Linked DNA regions of Zea mays: region 2 is linked to region 1. Evidence: chromatin contacts called from public Hi-C data. All regions are on one chromosome and are shown on one strand. Each heading gives the region's core, a stretch centred on a gene start, on an enhancer-like site or on the middle of the called end of the contact. The rest is flanking DNA. Distances are from core to core; before and after follow the strand shown. Region 1 holds the start of LOC100193567. Region 2 holds the start of LOC100502326 (enolase).

What was found. Hi-C and Micro-C count contacts between places; a contact is called where the count stands out from the background.
Region 2: a Hi-C map of leaf shows a contact between it and region 1, with 4 times the contacts expected there. The contact joins the promoter of LOC100502326 here to the promoter of LOC100193567 in region 1. A contact is called at or near these places in 2 of 25 Hi-C or Micro-C datasets (ear and leaf).

The regions. Positions count from the first base shown.
Region 1 is chr9:146,337,470-146,342,672 of Zm-B73-REFERENCE-NAM-5.0, reverse strand. It overlaps LOC100193567, which reads left to right and starts at 2,325. Exons shown (of 7, transcript NM_001349705.1): 1 at 2,325-2,786; 2 at 3,187-3,363; 3 at 3,445-3,591; 4 at 4,278-4,379; 5 at 4,461-4,531; 6 at 4,626-4,693; 7 at 5,042-5,203. The coding sequence starts at 2,562.
Region 2 is chr9:146,557,365-146,562,567 of Zm-B73-REFERENCE-NAM-5.0, reverse strand. LOC100502326 (enolase) reads right to left here and starts at 3,211. Exons shown (of 11, transcript NM_001363265.1): 1 at 2,686-3,211; 2 at 2,270-2,347; 3 at 2,054-2,170; 4 at 1,803-1,883; 5 at 1,333-1,409; 6 at 1,114-1,217. The coding sequence starts at 3,120.

The DNA.
Region 1 (5,203 bases), core at 1,076-3,575:
TAGAAATGGCCCAAGGGCACATTTCCCTTTCAGTGACGAGGATGATGGTTATGACTATGGTAATGGTAAGTGGTATTCTTTCCGTTTGGAAAGGGTACTTTGGGTTAATAACTTGGGTTAATGCTAAAACCTGGCTTTCTACTAGTAATAATAACCTGACCAACTAAAAGCAACTGCTTGACTTAACTCCACATAAAGCTAGTCCACTATAGCCAAACGAGACAATTGATGAGTATGTTGATGTGTACTCACCCTTGCTTTACACACCAAACCCTCAGGTTGTCCACGTTGCAACCACTGCTCAGGAGAAGATGAAGTCGTGGAGGAAGACTTCCAGGAGTTCCAAGAGTACGACGAGTTTTAGGCGTGGGTTAGCGGCAACCCCTAGTCGGCTGCCTGTGAAGGCCGCGTGTATCTACGTTTCATTTTCACACTTTGATTACTGTTAAAGACTATGTGGATGTATCAGACATCATGATGTAATCGACTATTATTACCCTTTTATGTTATTATTTGAGCACTGTGTGATGATGTCCAGTTATGTAATTGCTGTGTACGTGAATTGCTGATCCTGACACGTACATGATTCGCATTCGGGTTGCCTTCCAAAACCGGGTGTGATAGCTTTGAATGAGGTGGTTGGGGGGTATTTATAGCACCCAACCACTTCCATAGCCGTTGGCTGAGTCTGCTGGCGATGGGCACACCGGACAGTCCGGTGGAGCACCGGACAATCACTATTCATTGTCCGGTGCGTGCCACGTCAACACGCCCGTTGGGGTTTGGAGCTGGTCGACCATTGGAGCTGTTGTCCTGTAGCTGCACCGGACAGTCTGGTGCCGCACCGGACATGTCCGGTACCCTCTGACTTCTGCGTTCTGACTCTGACACGCACTGTTCATCATTGTTCACGTGCACTGTTCATTTTGCAGTCGACCATTGACGCCAGTTAGCCGTTGCTCCGCTGGCTCACCGTACAGTTCGGTGCACACCGGACAGTCCGGTGCATACCGGATCCGGTGAATTATAGCGGAGCAAGCCCATTGAATTCCCGAGAGTGGCCTGTTCGTTGAATGCCTAGCCTGGGGCACCGGACAGTGTCCGGTGCGTTATTTTTCAGCACACTCTCAAGTCTTGCTCCAAATTAATTTGAGTCCCCAACTTGAATTCTTTCTTGGTTTGTGTTGAACATTATGCACCTGAGATAAATGATATCTAGGCAAACTAGTTACTCCACGTGGTTTGTGATGGACGTCAACCACCAAAATTGATTATTGGAAATGATTAAGCCCATTTTCCTTTCAATATCCCCTTTTTGGTGATTGATGTCAACACAAACCAAAGCAAATATAAAGTGCAGAAATGTGACTAGTTTGCAATTATGATAAATGTGCATATGTTACTTAGAATTGAACCAATTGAAAGACTTTATGCATGTGTCTAAAATGAATGGATTGCTTCTCTTATTTAACATTTTGGAGCACATTTGCACCACTATTTTGTTTTTGCAAATCTTTTGGAAAAATCTTTTTTCAAAATCTTTGCAAGTAGTCAAAGTTATAAGAATATGATTGTAAGAAGCATTTTCAAGATTTGAAATTCCTATTCTATTTTAAAATGCTTTTCTTTTGACTAAATAAAAGCTCACTTGAAGAAATTCTCCTATTAGCTTTTAAGATGGTTTTTTAAATAGATGCCAAATAAACTTATACCAATTGAAATCTCTATCCTTGTTTGAAACTTTGAAGCCAAATAAGATACTAATTGAAAATTTATGTAGAGGCTAACTAAAATACCAATTGAAAAATACTTTCTTTTGAAAAATCTTGATACCTATTTGACATTGTTTTCGCAACGAGCGCGTATCCCACGAGCACATGTCTTCCTCGTCCACGCTTGTAGTCCGCAGAACTCAGCTAGTTAATTACCTAAAAAAATAAGAAGAATTAGTTTAGGAATCTATTTTTTCAAAAGATTTTCAATTTCTCAAGAAAAAATAAACCAAATTTCTTTGTAAAAATAGAAATCTCTCAAGAAAATGAAGTTTTCAAACTAGACCTAAATAGAGGATTTTTGACACTCAGTTCACTACAATCCCATGATCGGGATTGGCCAAGTTTCACGCTGGCGTGCTAAATTAATATGCAATTCACTGAAATAATAGAATTATAGAAAGAAAAAAAAAATCCGTTTTCAACAGTAAATTTGTAGTTGGCATGATAAAACTAATAAATGGAGAGAAATAAAAGGGGTGGCCTCAAGTAGTTGAACAATCCCGCCTATTTTAGCGGATGGTTTTTTACGCAATCCATGCCCGTGTCTTTATTCGCGGCCGCCGACCTCCGGAGCATGAGAAAAATAGAAAATCCCTTCAAACCCTAAGCCCCTCTCTGCTCACCTCTGCACTCCGAATCTGCTCCCAAGTCTGCTAGGGTTTAACGCCCGCGTCCTCCTCACGCATTCGGTCTGGTCGCTGATCTTCGCTTGTTCGATTCCGCTCGGCTCTAGGACCCAGGCTCTCGAGGCGGCTGGAGTGGCGGCGCGACGAGAGGGTGAAGCGGATGCAGACGGAGGCGAGGGTGGGGATGGCCGCCGCCACGATGGACGGCACCGGCGCCGCGGCGTCCGCCGCCCGGAGGTACACGACGCAGCAGCAGCAGCAGCAGCAGCTGCAGCACCACCAGCCGCAGCTCGGGACCGTGCCCCATCTCCTCGCCGGCGGCGTCGCTGGCGCAGTCAGCAAGACCTGCACCGCCCCGCTCGCACGCCTCACCATCCTCTTTCAGGTGCGTCTGTATCATAGGGAGGGCGGTCTTGCTTCTGCAGTTCTGCTCGCCAGGTTACTCAAATGCTCAGAGTGCGACTCGTGTAAATAGCAGATTAGGCTATTATTTCCTCGGGTGTTTATAACTAAGCCACGGAGTACGTCACATCTTTTCTTTTCTTTTTGGAATGAATTGGCTGCAATCTTACTAGGATTTGTGGAGAAAATAGTAACCATAATGCATTATCTCATTTTACTTTGGCAGCAGACAACTTGTTTGGCTATTTAAAGGAATGCTGATCACATAGTTGCTTTTCTGATTTTTCTGGAGAAATCCTTGATAGTGTGGCTTAGTTTTGTTGTTCTACTCTTTCGCAATATGATTGTGTGGCTTTAGTGAAATTTATGAATCGTACTTGCAGGTACAAGGAATGCACTCAGATGTGGCTACAATGCGCAATACTAGCATATGGCGTGAAGCATCCCGCATTGTCTATGAAGAAGGTTTTCGAGCTTTCTGGAAAGGGAACCTTGTTACCATTGCTCACCGGTTGCCTTACTCTTCAATTAGTTTCTATGCCTATGAGAGATACAAGAATGTAAGCGCAGGTTTTTTTATCATCTCTACCACTGTAATGGTATGGGAGTAATTTAGTTTTATTATTATTTCGGATGTGCAGTTGCTTCAGATGCTACCGGGTCTTGAGAAGAATGGTGGATTTGGTGCAGATGTTGGTGTTAGATTGCTAGGTGGTGGTTTATCAGGAATCACTGCAGCTTCTGCGACGTATCCACTGGACTTGGTGCGGACACGTCTTGCTGCCCAGGTAAGATACTGTTACCAGTTCTGGATAAAGTTCTGTAAAAACTATTCTAAAATGTTCAGGTGTAAAATAATTTGGATTGTTAAGATTGTAATTCACTTGAAATGTTGGTACACGAGTTAATTTCCTTGTAGAAGATTATAGTCACTGTTTTAACTAGAGTGAGGTTACAGCCTGTGCCTTTTCCTGTAAGTTTTTGCCAACAAAAAAAGAATAGTTTGAGCTTATGATTTAGTTATGTACTTATCACTGTTTGGTGTCGGTAAATAGGTGTTTGCAATTCAATTAGGGTGTGTTTGGTTTGGTGCCCATATATGCCCAAGTTAGCCAAACCAAAATATGGTTACTTTGAATAATTTTGGTCCCTATTTGTTGGTGCCAAAATTTGGATTGGTAGTCTTCTACTTCGATACCTTAGCTAATTTTGGGTTGGCTAAATGCTGGTCTGTGAATCTGGTGTACAACATTTGTGTTGTCCAGGAGGTAGCAAATTTGGTAGAAAATGTATGCTGAACAATATATTTGTCCATAGCAACCTGCATCCTCTTCAAACCACTTTTTGCATTATTTTTTTTAATTGAATATCCTTTAAGCATTTGAACTATAGATTAAACTAACAAAGTTCCGCATTGTTAAGCTAGGCTTTGCAGCACCGATGATTGATCTTTTTTCCCACTGAATGGTTGCAGACAAATACTGCCTACTACAGGGGCATATCTCATGCTCTTTATGCGATCTGCAGAGATGAGGGTGTCCGTGGATTGTACAAGGGTCTTGGTGCCACTTTACTGGTATGAGCTTGTTTTGTCAGCTGGTTTGCATCATTGACTTTGTTATGTACTCACATTGGCTGATTATTCTATAAATCACAGGGAGTGGGCCCCAGCATTGCAGTAAGCTTCTCTGTGTATGAAACTTTACGTTCCCATTGGCAAATAGAGAGGTAATTTTGAATCTCAAGTTACATATGGTATCAAAGTCTTATCCTTGTGCTTTGTAATAGTTCTACTTGTATTGACATTTGATCTTCTAATCAGGCCATGTGATTCCCCTGTTCTGATCAGTTTGGCTTGTGGAAGTCTTTCAGGAATTGCATCGTCTACTTGTAAGTGATTAAGAACCTGGATTATTGTTACTTTTTCAATAGAAAAGTGTGAACAAAAGAGAATCCCCTCTGTTTGACTAGAAAATTCCTCGCTTTGTATGGAGTTATTGTTTAGTAAATGATTTTTGTGCCAATTAAATCTTCCAGTTTCGCAGCCTTTTCATTTTTAATTGGGTTACTTGGTAACTTTTCCCCTTACATTGAATTTCATGAATGCTGCCTTTTAATGTCAGATTTTGTTTTTGCACTGTAATGCACTTCTTTGAAAGGAAATAACTAATGAACTGCTAAATGGTTGTTAAATTTAGTTAACCACACAATGATTATTTGGTGTTCATGTTTTTGCAGTTACATTCCCATTGGATCTTGTGAGACGTCGCATGCAATTGGAAGGAGCAGCCGGGAGGGCTCGCGTCTACCAGACAGGACTTTTTGGAACCTTCGGACATATTGTCCGTACGGAGGGTTTTAGAGGCATGTATAGAGGAATCTTGCCTGAGTACTGCAAAG
Region 2 (5,203 bases), core at 1,962-4,461, 220 kb before region 1:
TTCCAAGCACTTCTATCTAAACACAACTCCATTGAGATATTACATTCCTTCAACTCCATTAGAATCAACTATTGTTCAAGCCCGCTATTTCTAAGGTTCAAGAATGTACTACTGGTCATCTGGATGCAAATAGAGTATGTAGCAACAAGGTTACAAGATTCCTGCTATGTGGTTCTGATAGCATGCTTTCAATAGCAGTAGCTGGTTCTGGTGTTTGGTAGCAACAATATACAAACAGATGAGAGCGTGGACAAAATGAGGCATAAATAAATGGATAGAGGCCTGAAAAGTGAAGACTCTAAGGGTGTGTTTGGTTCAGCTGTGAGTTGTGTAAAAACTGATGTGAGAAAAAAATGAAAGTCATTTGGTTCAAACTGCTGTGAGACCCTGTGAGTTGTCCATTGTAAGCAAACTATATATTGTTTATATACAATTTGTCTAACTATATCTCTTAATCAATATATCTAATTAAAAACAGATTTCACATTTGGGTTCCTGATATTTTTATAAATAAAACAAATTTACAATTCCATTATTAATTTTTTATTTCAATTATTATAACCCTTAATTATTTTTAATCCTATTTTAGTTTCTATTTGAAGGGCGGGCCTGGTGCAGCGGTATAGCCTACCACCTGTAACGGGAAGGCCCCGGGTTCAAGCCCCAGCCTCTGCATATTATGCAGGTAAGGCTTGGCGGTTAAAGATACCCTTCCCCAGACCCCGCACAGTGCGGAAAGCCTATGGCACTGGGTACACCCCTATTTTAGTTTCTATTTGTCGCATCTGTTTATTAATGTAACTTGGATAAGCAACAAAAGCAGAGTCCAAGCTATTTTCAAATTTGTACTACAGGAAAACTATTTTTTCAAAGCAGCTGCGGAAAAGTTGAACCACTTTGGTTCAGCTTCTGCTTTTCAAACAAACCCTGAAACATAAGTGTTTCAATGTTGTATAGTAAGCAAGGAATTCTTCCATCAAACACAACCAGAGCAGCAGAATGATTACAACCTATCACCAAATTTTATAGTCCATTTGATATTTTTATTCAGAGAGTTAAGTTTTGAACATTTACATAGTCCATGCATAGGCAATGCACTTCTTTTCTAGTTACCTGTACAAAAATCAGTGGCAGCAACATCAATTGCCAATTTTATTCTTCCATTATATCCAGCCCTCTCTATTGCCGCAATGACAAGATCCAGGCCTTCAGATATGCTGAACATCAATAAAACAACATAGATATGACATAATGAAATTCATATGTAGGTCCCTAATAGGGAAAACAATAAATGCTTGATATCAGAAAATAGTAAATTATTTTCTTACTTGCCTGGAAATATTTGGAGCAAACCCACCATGATCTCCAATGTTGCAGCTGTCTGAGCCATATTTCTCCAAAATAACATCCTATAAAAGTAACTAGTAAGTAAATATCTACAAAAGTGAGCAAACCTTTCTGGCGATCTGAAGGCAAAATTTGTAAGAGCTAAGATGTTCATAATGTCAGTACTTTGCCTCAACGAATATGACCAATATGAGCTACAAATCAGGCTGTGATAGCCCCTAACACATGCAGAATATTACCCGACTAATTTGAATATTACTTTCTATTACTCCATGGTGAAATTTAGCTAAAGTAAATGCTATTAACCTAGACACTAGCGTACACCTAGACACATGATTATTTCCAACAGTTTGATGAACATATTGAACCCAAGTATAACTGTATAAGTGGACAACAACACTTATGTGGCTAACATATAGATGCATCCAACACAGAATGTTAGACATGAAGGCTACCTTGAGATGATGATAGGTCTCAGAACCCATCTGCATTGCTTCTTCAAAGTTCTTAGCACCAATAGGAAGGATCATAATTTCCTACAAATAAGAAAGGTTTATAATTACTCCAGAACATGAAAAATTATCTATCTTAATATATTTCTGTTTAGGAAAAAGATGACTCGAGTGGACAAAATATGAGAATAATGCCTTCAACTTCCAAGATTCTAAAGGTCAACTTCCAAGATTCTAAAGGTTTGGAGGTATACTTGAATGGGAAGACCATTTCCAGCATGCTTTCCACCATTAATGACTGTAATTGCAGGTACAGGAAGAGTTGTAGCGCTTTTGCCAACAAGATTCGCTATATGCTTGTAGAGTGGAACCTGCACGGCAACAAGCATCCAATGATCCAACAGTAAGAATTTTGTGTGGTGACACGACACATTTATCAAATTATGATGATTTTAGCAGAAAAATAGCACCTCTTTTTCAGCAGCACCAGCTTTGCAAGCTGCAATTGACACTGCCAGCATAGCATTTGCTCCAACTCCAAGCTCAGCCTGCATTTCATACAATATCACAGCTATTTCCATTTGGACAAAAAAATCTATTTGCTAGAAATAAGGGAACAAAATCCAGTGCAAAAAAATTGTGGCAGCAGTGGTAAGTGGAAACACAACTAGACAGTACAAAGAATAGCATTATTTCTGAACGGTCAAATATGACCAAAATAATTAGTGCCACATACTGCCACTAAATTGGCTGTACCAATGTAAAGTATTGCTTGAGCATATGGCGCCATCAGTTGTTTGTGTACACTGTATAGCATGGGTTTGGCAATGCAGAATTCAGAGAAAAACACGCAGATGGGGGAAAGGGACAAGATCTCCGAGTGCACCTTGTGGCGCGCCTTGTTCAAGTCCATGATAGCCTGGTCGATCTGCGACTGCTCCTGCGGATCCATCCCAACGAGCGCCTCCGATACCTTGTCATTGATCATCCGCACCGAGTCGGCGACCACCTTGGCGAGTATCTTCCGCCTCTCGGCGGCCCCGGCCGCGTCGGCGGCGGCGCCCTCGAGCGCGCCCGAGCCGGCCGCGGATGCTCGGTGTATGGCCTTGTTGGTGTGCAACTCAACCTCGACAGCCGGCGCGCCGTGCCCGTCAAGGATCTGGCGCGCCCGAACCCTCGTGATCACGGCGGGCGCCGCCCGCCGCATGTGGCCCGCGATGAAGAGCACCGGGTCGGGGGCCTTGGCGCGGACCGCCGCGTTCACGGCCTCCTCGATCTTGCGCGAGAGCAGGTGCTTCTCCAGGTACTCCTGCACCGACATGGCTGCACGGCGGTGGAAATTTTCCTCTCCTCACGACCTCACCTCCACGGTTCCCCACGACTCCGCCGTATCGAGGTGCTTGCGGTGAGACCTGAACTAGGAAGACGAGACACAGGGAAAGGTCAGTGTGCACGCGTTGGTCCTGTTTGATGTTGGGCTGAATTCTCAATTTCCGGCACAAAGCCCAGGACTTCGTTCAATCTGAAAGAGAGACCGCCAGCGAAAGGGCGTAGGAGAGCCTCGGCAGCAGGTTTAAATTCGACTTTCTGTACAAGCGAATATCTATACGTATCTAATTGATTGTGTATTTAGGCATGTATAGTAAAGAGAAATGATTCTAAAAACACAATAGATAAATAAGAGACTTTATTTTACGATGGAGTGTCTATAAATATAGTATATTAATAAATACAGAAGTAAATGTGTATATACAACATCGGATCAATATAACAGACGGTAAATTTATACAATGGAAAGTGAGTAGACTATTGCTACTTGAGTCGTCTCTTTTGCAAATGGTCCCTTTAAACACCTCGAGAGTCTCTACATTAAACACCACTGTATATATCCTTATAATTATTATACAACTGCTATAGATAAAGACTATAGACGAAATAAATTACAGTTTATAAATAAACACTAAATCAACTATAGAAATTTCTATATTTCACATTCGTTTTACAGGTCTCACTGGGTTTGACGCCTAATTCATATGACGTATAACATTTGACACCAAGATTGTGAATTTCTCCGGTTTATGAGATTTTCACCTCTTTCCCATTTTTTTCTAAAAAAATTGCTTCCCATGGAAACTGACCAAAATGCTTCTCTCTTCGTTCTCTAAAATCGAGAATTGTCCATGTCGTTCTTTTCTTCGCTCAGGGGGAAGAGAACGAGCCACGAGGTGTCAGATGTTGGGAATTCTCACCAGTGCAACACGGGATCATCTGAAATTTGCAGAAAGGCATGTGCTCAATTTTGATCTAAACTTAAGCACCTAAGCCTAATGGTTTGTTTGTAACAGCTCCAGTGACTGGTTTAAAAAAACAGTAGCACTTTATTTAAAAAAAATGTTAAATAATTATGGTCCACAAATCCAGATTCACCAAATTGGTAAATCTAGAGACCAAATTCATCATTTTGGTCAACCTCCACAAGAGATGCTCCAACAACTTAAGTTTAATGTAGTTAGTGAAATTTATTCGTTGTGTTATGGGTTCGTCATGGCTTGTCATGGCCAATTGGCCATGGTCGCCCGCACACTTAGGGTTGGGCAAAAAAAAAACTGAAACCTAAAAACCAAGCGGAACAAATATAAAATTTCGTTTTTTGATCGATTTTTCTGTGCTATTCGATTAATCGGTTTAGGTTTGGTTTTCAATCCGTGGAAATCGATAGCTAATTCGTGGAAACATTGTGCAGAGCTATCGGTGATGAGACGCTGTCAACTTGCCCTTTGTATCCGGGCAGCACGCTTCCTGCCAAATTCATGCTAACAGCGAGGCTGGTTCCGCTGCCGGTGGTTATGGTACGAGACACTGTAGATGTAGAAGCAGGTTATGATTTCGAGGCTTTCTTCAGAGAATCTGTGTAGGTAGGTGTGTTACTGTTAGCCGTCTGGAACTGACCTTGTTCTTCTTCTATACGGAGCTCGGAGTAACTTCTTGTACAGGTAGATCTAACGAGGGTTTGCTCTAGACACATATTGAATGGTGTCGTTGTTGTCCGGAACAGAAACAGGATAGGCAGAGGACGCAATTGAAGCGACCTGTACATCTGTCTGACTGGGCAAAAAGAAGCCTGGTGGTGGTTGGATCCTTCCTTGGACTCACCCAATCTGAACCTCAACTGGGCACTGGCACAGACACCCCTGTTTCCCCACCTCACCGGTCACCGCCCGCGACTCTGCAGGAGCTGGATTTATGGAGCCAAGACTCTCGCATCTCTTCTGCTGCCGGTCCGGCGCAGCCAAGCACGAGGAGGAAGGAGTTCGCGGTCGTTTTCTGCCGCGGCACCCGGCACGCACGTGGAGCCCGGAAAGCGGTCGCAGCTTGTCACAACCCGTTGGTGATGGAGCACCGCC